2 separate regions of the Danio rerio genome follow, and region 2 is linked to region 1. Evidence: chromatin contacts called from public Hi-C data. All regions are on one chromosome and are shown on one strand. The core of a region is the stretch at or near the end of the contact, and the rest is flanking DNA. Distances in the headings are between cores, read along the strand shown.

What was found. A called contact is a pair of places that touch in the nucleus more often than the background predicts.
Region 2: a contact with region 1 is called in a Hi-C map of hematopoietic stem cells, with 4 times the contacts expected there. The contact joins the promoter of adamts6 here to the promoter of cwc27 in region 1. A contact is called at or near these places in 5 of 18 Hi-C or Micro-C datasets (caudal fin, embryo, fibroblasts and 1 more) and 3 of 4 datasets of contacts at active chromatin or transcription factors (caudal fin, embryo and gastrula embryo).

Annotation. Positions count from the first base shown.
Region 1 is chr10:12,053,702-12,059,190 of GRCz12tu, forward strand. It overlaps cwc27 (CWC27 spliceosome associated cyclophilin), which reads left to right and starts at 2,980. Exons shown (of 14, transcript NM_201103.1): 1 at 2,980-3,109; 2 at 4,113-4,209; 3 at 4,338-4,450. The coding sequence starts at 3,068. It overlaps srek1ip1 (SREK1-interacting protein 1), which reads right to left and starts at 2,364. Exons shown (of 5, transcript NM_001037672.2): 1 at 2,254-2,364; 2 at 1,829-1,876; 3 at 902-1,054; 4 at 671-746. The coding sequence starts at 2,266.
Region 2 is chr10:12,420,853-12,426,341 of GRCz12tu, forward strand. It overlaps adamts6 (ADAM metallopeptidase with thrombospondin type 1 motif, 6), which reads right to left and starts at 2,389. Exons shown (of 26, transcript XM_017358010.3): 1 at 2,030-2,389; 2 at 1,657-1,790.

The sequences.
Region 1 (5,489 bases), core at 1,730-4,229:
AAACAGATCCAGGATGTTATGTTATTTTTACATTTAAAAACTCTGTTATGAAACAGAGCACTTCTGTGTGGTAGCTTGAACACAATCAAGCAATTAATAACAAATTCTTCACTTTTGGACTTTAGTGCAGCAGTAAATCTATTATAAAAACAAATAGCACCTCAACTTAAAATACCTGGCATGCAATCCTAACTTTACATATCTCACATATTGCTATGGCAATGTTGTCGTCATCAACTTTATGATACCTTCAGACCACAGGCATACTCCTGCTATATATATCCTGACCAGGAGGTTACGTCCGATTCTCATCAAGTCTGAAACCACGTGAACGGGCCCAATTTCCGATCATGTGATCGGATCTGGACATCCCTACCAGCAATACCCTAAAACAGTGGTAACCAAACTTGTTCCTGGAGGGCCGGTGTCCAGCAGATTTTTGCTCCAACCCTAATCAAACACACCTGAACAAGCGAATCAAGGTCTTACTAGGTATACTTGACAAATCCATGCAGGTGTGCTGAGGCAAGTTCAAGCTAAACCCTGCAGGGACACCAGCCCTCCAGGACCGAGATTGGTGACCCCTGCCCTAAAACATACATTTATTATAAATGTATCATCTTAATTGGATTTTTTTATTCTTTAAATTATGACAAAATAAAAAGTCTACCTCTTTTTTGCTTTTCCACGTGATCTCTCCTTGCTTTTCTTTTTATGCTTTTCTTTTCTAGAATCTTCCTGTGAACCTGTGTAGAAAACACCAATTTTTACAAAACGATCTTACTGTGGCAAATGATCACTGCAAAATCAGGGACTAACAGCAATGTCAGTATCCAGGTAAAGGAGTCACTGAAATGGTAAAGAGCCAAGACAGAATCGGAGTCTAAAGCGGTGAATAAACCTTTTGAATGGCTGCCGAAAATCTTTTCTTTACTGAGAGCTTCCTGCTCCTCCTCATCGCTCTCCTCGGTGCTGGTGCTGCTCACGTCCAAAACAATATCCTTCCTTGGATCCACGCGAAGAAAGTTACGACATTCAAAGGTAAGATGACCAGCTGATCAAAGGAGAGAAAGAATATATAGTTTGATTGTATTTATGCATAGACACACTTGTAAGTACACATAAATGTAATTCAATCAAAACTTTAAATATGCATTTTGTAAAGATGGATAAGTTAAATCGATCTATAGAGATACATGGATAGATATACAGAAAACAAGAAATGTAACACAAGCCAAACGTCAAATATGTTCACGTTTAGACCACGGGTGTCCAAACTGGGTCCTGGAGGGCCGATGACCTGCATATTTTAGTTCCAACCCCAATTAAACACATCTAAACCAGCTTATCAAGCTCTTCCAGGAAGGTCTATTGAAAGAAGTTGGATCTAAACTATGAAGGACACTCCAGGACTGAGTTTGGACACCCCTGGTTTAGACAGATAAATGGGCAAACAAATCCAAATTCATATGAAAATGTTAAAATATGTATTTTTGTAGATAAACAGAAAAACTGTCAAAAGTAAACGTAAATTAAACTTTAAATATATATTTGTGTAAAGAAAGACAAAAAAAAAAAAAAAAAAAACGCCATCCAAACAACACTTCAATTAAGTATTTATGTATATATTTATCTGTGGATTTGTGTGTAGATAGAAAGATGGTACATGGATAGATGGACTATGATTCATTATCTTTATTTATTTACAAGCAGAAATATAGAAAAAAAATCTACTTATAAACTGAAATATTGTTGGAAAGAAACTACAGAACAAAAAAAAAAAGCAAAAACAAAGTCAACTGTAAAGTTATGTTTTTGCCATACTCACGATAGCCACATCTTTTACATCCAGCTCTGATGTTGTCTTTATTTGGACCTGTTCATAAAAAGACATTCAATTCAATTTATATTTCTTTAAAAGTGTCATTTACATTGTTACATATATTCTGTATTGATCATATTTCATAATGGATTCATCTAGCTCACCATTTAAAACAATATCAAAGAAAGTATGTAGAATTAAAATAATGCGTCGTCATGAGATTTTATAAACATTATTAATCAGTAAACCGTAACTGTAAATGTAAAACATTCAGGAATTCAGGAACAACAGTCTTTTATTTAGGTAAATGTGTGCGATGTGAATGTCCAGACGAGCGAAGATAATCGTGCAGTGTTACTACCTAGAATAATCCCGAAGTAGCATATCAACAACAATCAGCAATGCTTATGGACAAACCCACAAAAGTATACCTGGGGCAGCCATGTTGTACTCGATTATAAATAGATAGAAATGATAACTTTCGTCGTATTCCGTCCGCCGCTTTTCAAAACACAAAACCGATCCGTCTGGTAAAAGAGTCCGGGTGGAAAGTGAACGAGTGCTCTATGGTACCATTTGGAGAACAGTTAATCCCTTCCATAGATGCATGAAAAATATGAATGTATTACGAAATATTAGCGCTAAAAAGATAAACGCAAGATGCTGCACTGAAAACCAATAAATATTGTCACGATAAGAGATAATTTGCCATATCTTTATGGTTTATCTGAATTTTGAGATATTGGCTTAAGCAACAATTTTTGGGGATACATTTTTCTGAATAGAAAGACACAATTTTCACTCGCAGGACAAAATGTTTTAAAAAATGCCAACACTACAATACTATACTACACGCTATAATTCAAAGACGACAATATAAGTGGAGATTATTTTCGTGATGTGCCCTGAAGTTTTAAACTTTACACATAAAACATGGTCATATTGATTATAATGATTGCTTGTAAAAATAAAAATCTGTCTCTCAATGTTCTATAATCTAAATGGTACGTTTATATTTACTCCGAGACTATAGGGGGCGATAAGGCCGAACAAAGTCTGCATGACGAATGAACGAAACTCTGCGGCGGCGTGACATGAAGCGCTTGTAAACAGAACATACTCTGGTACTTTATATCGGCTAGACGTGCTTCTTATGTTTTTGTAACATCTGCGCATATTCTGTACATTCTCTGTCATCAATGAAACCGTGGTGAGGGAAGTATACTCCAATAATACGCACTAAAGATGAGCAACATATATATTCAAGAGCCACCAACTAATGGAAAGGTGAGTTTCCATATCTCAAAATCATATTCATGATATATAATACTGCATATACACTAATTTGAGTCTGATTTTGCTTGCAATTTAAGTATTTTATTTACTTGCATTTTAATTATGAATTATGCAACGAATCAGTATTTTACGAGAACAAGCAAGTTAGTACCTTTATACATTTGTTCACGTATTTTAGAAACAGAATGGCTTATTAAACCTTTAAACTAATGCTTTAAAAAAACGAAAAAAACAATGAAAAGGTTTACACACATGTACATTTAAGATAAAAGAATATTCTCATATGTAATACAGCTCATCAGGGTGAAATTCTAAAAACCTTTAAATTGGTGAGATCTTTACTCTTTAATAGTGATCTTTAATAATGTGTATATAATATAATATATCTGACTACTTAAATAATACACAAGTGTTTAAGTTGTCATTCTAAATCTCCCAATAATATGTATTTAATAATAAAATGCTTCGGCGACGCAGTAGGTTGTACTGTCGCCTTACAGCAAGAAGGTCACTGGTTCGAGCCTCGGCTGAGTCAGTTGGCGTTTTTGTGTGGAGTTTGCATGTTCTCCCTCCGTTCGTGTGGGTCCACAGTCCAAAGACATACGGTACAGGTGAATTGGGTAGGCTAAATTGGCCGTAGTGTATGAGTGTGAATAAATGTGTGTGGGTGTTTCCCAGAGATAAGTTGCGGCTGGAAGGGCATCCACTGCATAAAAACGTGCTGGATAAGTTGACAGTTCATTCTGCTGTGGCGACCTCAGATTAATAATGGGAATAAGCCGAAATAGATGAATGAATAAAATGCTTCATTTTATGAGATCCATTTAAATCTCTTTAGTTTTATTTTATGCATTAGATGTGATAATAAAGGCTTTGTATGTTTATTTTAGCAGTTTTTTCTATTAACAGTTTTTCCACTGAAAAAAACAAACTGTTATAGTGTAAAGCTTTACAGTAAATAAAGCCTTTGAACTAAACTGGTGTTTTCTCACAGGTCTTGCTGAAGACCTCTGCAGGTGACATAGACATAGAGCTCTGGTCTAAGGAAACTCCCAAAGCATGTAGAAACTTTGTTCAGCTGTGTATGGAAGGTAGGTGGATTCACACACAAACTCATGCACATATAAAAGGCAATGATTTTATTATAATATTTTTTGCACTATTCATCATATCAAGTCATCTTCATACATAGACATTTGCATTTTTGCCTGTTTTTAAGGTTACTATGATGGCACAATCTTCCATCGTATGGTGCCAGAGTTCATAGTTCAAGGAGGAGATCCGACAGGCACTGGAACTGGTGGGGAGTCTATCTACGGCCGGCCTTTTAAGGTTGTTGTTGTTTCTGTAAATCATTGGGTGCTTTGTATAATTACATTGATGATCTACAAGTTATTTTTGAAGAAAACAATTACACTCATACCTCAGTAAATTTGGCGTGTCTTGCTATTAATATCTCAATTCTTTGTGGTATATTCAACAAGGTGGTAGAAAGATTCGTCCATATTGACATTTTTTTGGCATACACTCACATGAATGTGAATCTCCACTTTCAGCACATGCTAAAGGTGCTCTATTGGATTGAGATCTGGTTTTTGTGGAGGTCATTTGAGTTTAGAGACTCACTGTCATGTTAAAGATACCAGCTTGAGATGATCTGAGCTTTGTGACAGGATGCGTAACCCACAGAACTGCTACTGATTGGATAATTTATCTTTTTGGACCATTTTGTGTAAACCCTAGAAATGTTTTTTTTTCTTGTTAAAAATCCCTGTAGATCAGCTACAGAGTTTCTGAAATGCTCAGACGCCAACAACCATGCCACATTCATAAAATCCCCCTTCTTCCTAATTGTGATCGACAACTTAAAAGCTTATGATGTTTTTCTACTGGCCAGGAAATTAAAACTAGTTATTTCTAAGCCATCTTTTTATATAAATAATGTTGAAACAAGCCAAATATAGCTGTATGCATGCACTTTTTTTATTTAATATAACATTTCTTTAAAATCAGTTGACAATTTAAAAAAGACGAATTGTTGTAAATTATGCACTAAAATCTGTCCAGATTGAAGGTCTCAGATCACCAGTTTACGATTCGTAAACAGAGCAGCCTCTTATTAATGGAATGTTATTGTAAATATAATAATTAAGTCATATTAGTAAAAACAGTGTTATTAAACAGTATTTAAGTTTTATGGGGATGGATTCTCAGTGATCAGAAGATCAGAATGAAATACTCTCTCTGTTCAGAAAATGTCCTTCAGTCTAGATGAATACATATAAGCAGTCCACTGATTCTAATTAGCATTTGCTTAAAATGAAATTGAATCAAAACAGAAATGTTGTCCCTGTGTTATTATTAATATAAC
Region 2 (5,489 bases), core at 1,139-3,638, 370 kb after region 1:
TGGAAAATTGCCAATTTCTCCTGTAATAAAATGCTCTTAAAATACATTCTGACAGAGCGCAATGTTTCAACAGCAAATCCTAATCATGATTCGTCTTATCAAACATCAAAAGCAGATTTCAGGTTTTGTTGCTGTAACATCTGGACAGGTTTTGATCACACACACACACACACACACACACACACACACACACACACACACACACACACACACACACACACACACACACACACACACACACACACACATACATAACTGTGAGCTCATTGGTGTTGAGTGGGATGCAGTAACTTCAGGTTATCATTTTAACACCTGCACTTGACTATTAGCTGCCCTGCCTGTTTCCGACTCAAGGCATGAAACCATGCCGCAAAAACTTGTTGCAAATAACTCGACCGGTGGATGATCAGACTTACAAGTTCCACCAGTTTCAAGACTCTTAACATCTGAATAAGATCAATGCGTGATTCTTACAGTGCTTAGTAACCAAGTGTCATTTTTTGCCAGCACTAACTTCAACTAATGTATTTATTTATTTATTTATTTTTTCCTATTGCTTGATGACTTTTGAAGAGCATTAGGTCTGTTTAGTTCACACAAGTGTGCTATAAAAATAACCACAGGTGCAGAGCTATGATACACTACAATTTGGCAAATATTTTTGAACACTTAAATACAGTAGTCAACATTTGAATTGGATTTGTCCGTCTATATGTTGTTCCATATCTGTATGCATTTCTCAAAAAAAGATATTTTGAAGAATGCTAATGACCAAACATTTCTGATGAATACTAACTCCATTGTATAGACAAAAAAAGATAACAGACATTTCCCAAATCATTATAATTTATGTTCACCAGAGGACACAATCATAAAGCTTTGGATCTATTTATCGAAACACCAACCAATGAATCAACTAATGAATCAACTTATGAATCAATGAATCAATGAATCTATCTATCTATCTATCTATCTATCTATCTATCTATCTATCTATCTATCTATCTATCTATCTATCTATCTATCTATCTATCTATCTATTCAAAGATTCTCAATAGGGTTATAGTCTGGACTCTCTTTTGATCAATACATGTGTAAAAATGCCATCTCATGAATCAATCTTGGAAATAAATGAATGAATGAATTCATCCATCCATCCATCCATCCATCCATCCATCATCTATCTATCTATCTATCTATCTATCTATCTATCTATCTATCTATCTATCTATCTATCTATCTATCTATCTATCTATCTATCTATCTATCTAATGTCAGTCCATCCATTCATTGATCTGTCTATTCATGTCAGTCCATATCAATTTATCGGTTATTATATCAATCATTATTTATATCTGCAATATATGCACAAGGCTATTTGCAAAAAAGGCTGTATCCTTTCAAAACGTAAAATACAATAAGTCTTTTCATTAAAAAACAACAATATCTCTCACAATAAAGTCAAGCAAGATTGTACAGCACGACTTCCACAGCTCCACTTAAAAATAAAACTAAGGCAATTAAAGAAGCAGCTCACCGGATGAACATCAAATCAAATGCCGGCTTTTCTCTACATCAGCAAGCAGAAAAGTGGCCCAGTTCCACCAGATAGGCTAGATTTCCTAAACGTCAGCTCTTTTTGCGTGCGTTTCTTACCAGCAGAAGCTGAAGCGGCAACTGTGCAGACGAACATTCATGAGTATAAAGCGGCTTCTTCCAGACAGCAGCTCGAGTCTAAAACGTGTCTGACCCAGACAGCTGGCAACTGCCCAACACTATTACACTGACCGCTGAAATAAAAACACAAAAGACCAATGAGAAGACTACAAATGTACACCGAGTCTTCTTGCTCTTTTTATCTGCTTGATGAAGTGTATTTCAATAAAGTTGTCGCTTGAGATAAAGCAGTCACAGAGGAGTTACTATTAAAAACAGATTCCGTTATATTGTTATGCATTGATATATTCTGTGTACACTCCACCGGGAATGTCCAGACTGTCTGAAAGACTGTAAGAGATGATATAGTTACCGTCTTCATATTTTGCAGACAGTAGAACTCTTCATTTGAAATCCACTTCAGTGCATTCTTCAGTAAATCTCTCCTTTAGCTTCAAGCCATTCTCTTTATCTCTCATGCCAACAAATGCAGTCCTTGTACAGGGGAAAAACTCTTCATAAACTCACTCACTGCATCAGAAATGCAATGAAAAAAAAATAATTTACAAAATATTAAAAAGTTTGTGCAACTCAGCTCATGTTTAAATGTCAACGTGTCCAGAGATGGCTTATTGGTGGCTCTCGTGATCACTGATTCACCAGAGATGAATAATAACAGTAATGCACCGGTGCGCATGCAGGACTTGCAGCCTTTATTAGTGAAGCCGGATTTAAGCCAGAACTCAAACACTCGCAGTACGAGAGAGACGGGGAGGACCGACATGACGTCATTGCAGATGTGCGTGCCTGCGGCGCACTCCCGACCGTCAGGTGAAACACGTAAGAATTTGGTAACTATTTAAACTGTTTGATAAAATGATTTGGCCACATTTTTGTCCGTGAACTTGAACCATGACGGAAAGACAAAAGTCTACAAATTTTTCGAGTTATTTGTACGAACTTATTTTGACATTACTCACAAAAACGGCAGTGTGGCGAGGACAAATTGAAGTAGGCTAACGTTAACGTTAATTTTATTTAGCTAAGCTTGACATGTAGGCTTTGTTTTGGTTTGTAAGGTCAAGCTACTTTATTCTATAACCATTGTCTTGTATGTATGTGTATCAATGTTTTATTTAGCTGCGTAAAGACAAACTTGTGGCTAAATAAAGTACAGGTGTATTCTTTTGCCTGTAAGACATGCAGACAATAAGCCAAGAGGAATACTGTTTGTTATTAGCCTATAACAATAGCCTGTATACAATTCAAATATTAGCCTATGTCATTAGCTATACACAAATAGTTATCGTCTGGTGTTTCGAAGATCTGGGATTTCATTCTCTTTTAACTCCGTTGTAACAGATGTTTGTCAGGCGAAGACATTTTTTTTACTAGTTTAGAGTGACACCGTGTGGCCATTTTGAGACAGTGCGTTGCTTTACTGTTATGTTCACATTGCACTGTCCATGCAGTGTGTATTTCAACTTCATTTTGTTATTATTTTTTAGTCTAAACATATTCATTGTTGATTGAAAGATTGTTAATAATTTACTGACATGAAAGATTATTGAGAGTCTGGAAATGGCCGTAGATCCATATAACATCTAACCATTAAACTTTAAACTTTAGCATGCTCACTGGAAATATTCATTCATTCATTTTCTTGTCGGCTTAGTCCCTTTATTAATCTGGGGTCGCCACTGCGGAATGAACCATCAACTTATCCAGCAGGTTTTTACACAGCAGATTTTTATTTGTGTTGTGATATGATCTTTCCTCTAACAACTTTTGATGTTGAAAAGTTAAAAAAAGTGTAATTTAATAGTTTAATGTGATATATTGTCTGGTTTATTCTTGTAAATTACATTACAAAAACCTGCTAATAAACTGCAAGTACTTTTTCTGCTCTATTTATACAATATATTGTTTCAAACCACTAAAACTTAAGTAATAGTCACTTTAATAAAATGCAGTTTTATAAAATGCACAGTTGCATTTTCATCATCAAATGTCCACAGAGTAGAAATCAACATTCCATAGTACACTTCACAACTGTAAATAAACAGAAAAAAAAGTAAATTATGAAATACGGGACCTGTTAATTAATGTTTTTTTAAAGTGCTAAATTTTCTTCCATGTTCTTCCAATTGTTTTGATTAAAACATGCCAAAAAAGTTTGTTTTGGTTGTTTTTTTTTTTTTTAATTAAATAAGGCCAGTATTGAAGCTTGTGTGAATTATGGTTTGGATGTAAGAACTGACTCAATTAGCCAAGGCTTTTTTATAAAAGCCCTCTTCCAAAATGCTCAGGGGACTTACAGCGGAAATTATTTGCTTTATTGGAAATATTAATTGTATACCTTGGTTTTATTTTTAATGAGATACTTTTCTTATCTATGTGTGTATTCTAAAGAACACAGAAAGAGCTGTATTGTGGCTAATTCTGTTGTTGCTCAAGCAAAATTTTGGAAAATTTGGAAAACTCACAGAATGGCAATTGAAAGGGGTAAAGATAGACAATTAGATTTTTTTAGTGCATTGGTTAAATCCAGGATTAGACTGCAATATACATTTTATCAACTCACATGGAATTTACTTTAATTAAAATTAAAATGATGTGTGTGAGTAAAGCTTTATGTACGTTACTGTAATTGTGAAGAGAATATGCTATTTTTCAATTGGTGATGTTTGGTGATCGAATAGTTTTGTGAAACTTTGTAAAAAATTTTACTTTGCCTTTAGAGAATTTAATGTAAATTAAAGAGGTTTTAAAGTCAAAGCAGTTTGTGCAGTTTGTATTCACCATTCTCCATCACTGCTTGCTCTGCTGTTTTTTTTTTTTTAATAGAATTTGGATCTCTTTGCAGTCATGTCTACTCTCAGAAAACATTTGTGTTTGTTTGTTTGTTAGTTTGTTTGTTTAATATACATCTAGGTGTCTAAAGTTCTAAAGGTAGACATCTTGGCTAAAGTCTGCATTTGGGCTGTCAATATAAAATCTAGTAGATATTAAGCAACAGCAAAATAAAGTCATCAGTTGGATTCTGTCTGAATCTGTTTTTTTTTTTTTTTTGATGATTATAGTCTAGTTTTTGACTATTGTTAGACATCTATTATTTTCACTCACAACTCAAATTTATTAGATTGCATAACAATTTAAGCTGTAATAGCTATATGGTCATGCACTGTAAAAATGCTGGGTTCCACACAATTCATTCTTGTTGTCCCAACCCAAATCCATTAAGTTAATGTAACTAATTTAATTAGATTGATTGCGTTTTCCAAAAAAAAAATCTCCACAATTGTATTTTTTCAGCTCATTTTAAATAAGTATTTTTAATGTGTAGCAAAAATGTTATTTTGAGTGTGTAACAACATGCCCTTCAGATGAAACAGCTAGGCATGTTGACAAATCGATATTGAATCCTTTTGAGCTAAAGAAATAAAAATATATACTCTTATTTAAAAACATTATAAAAACCTCATACTTGTATCAAAGAAATGCAAATATTAATGAATAATAATAATAATAATAATAATAATAATAATAATAATAATAATTGTAATATGTTGTAATAATAAACCTTGAATCCCTTGAAATTCACACAAACTGAGAAAGAGGTGTTTGTGCCAACTACTGCATAAATATAGTACCATAAAATTAAATCACCTATAAATGAAAGCAAAAAAATATTACATTTAAGTAAAATTTTGAACGAAGTTATATCAATTCCTTGTGTGTGTGAAGCACACTTGGCGATAAAACTGATTCTGACCCTGATTTTCGTCGCCCATCCTGTAGATGGCGGTATGCTCCCTGAGAACTCAGTGTTA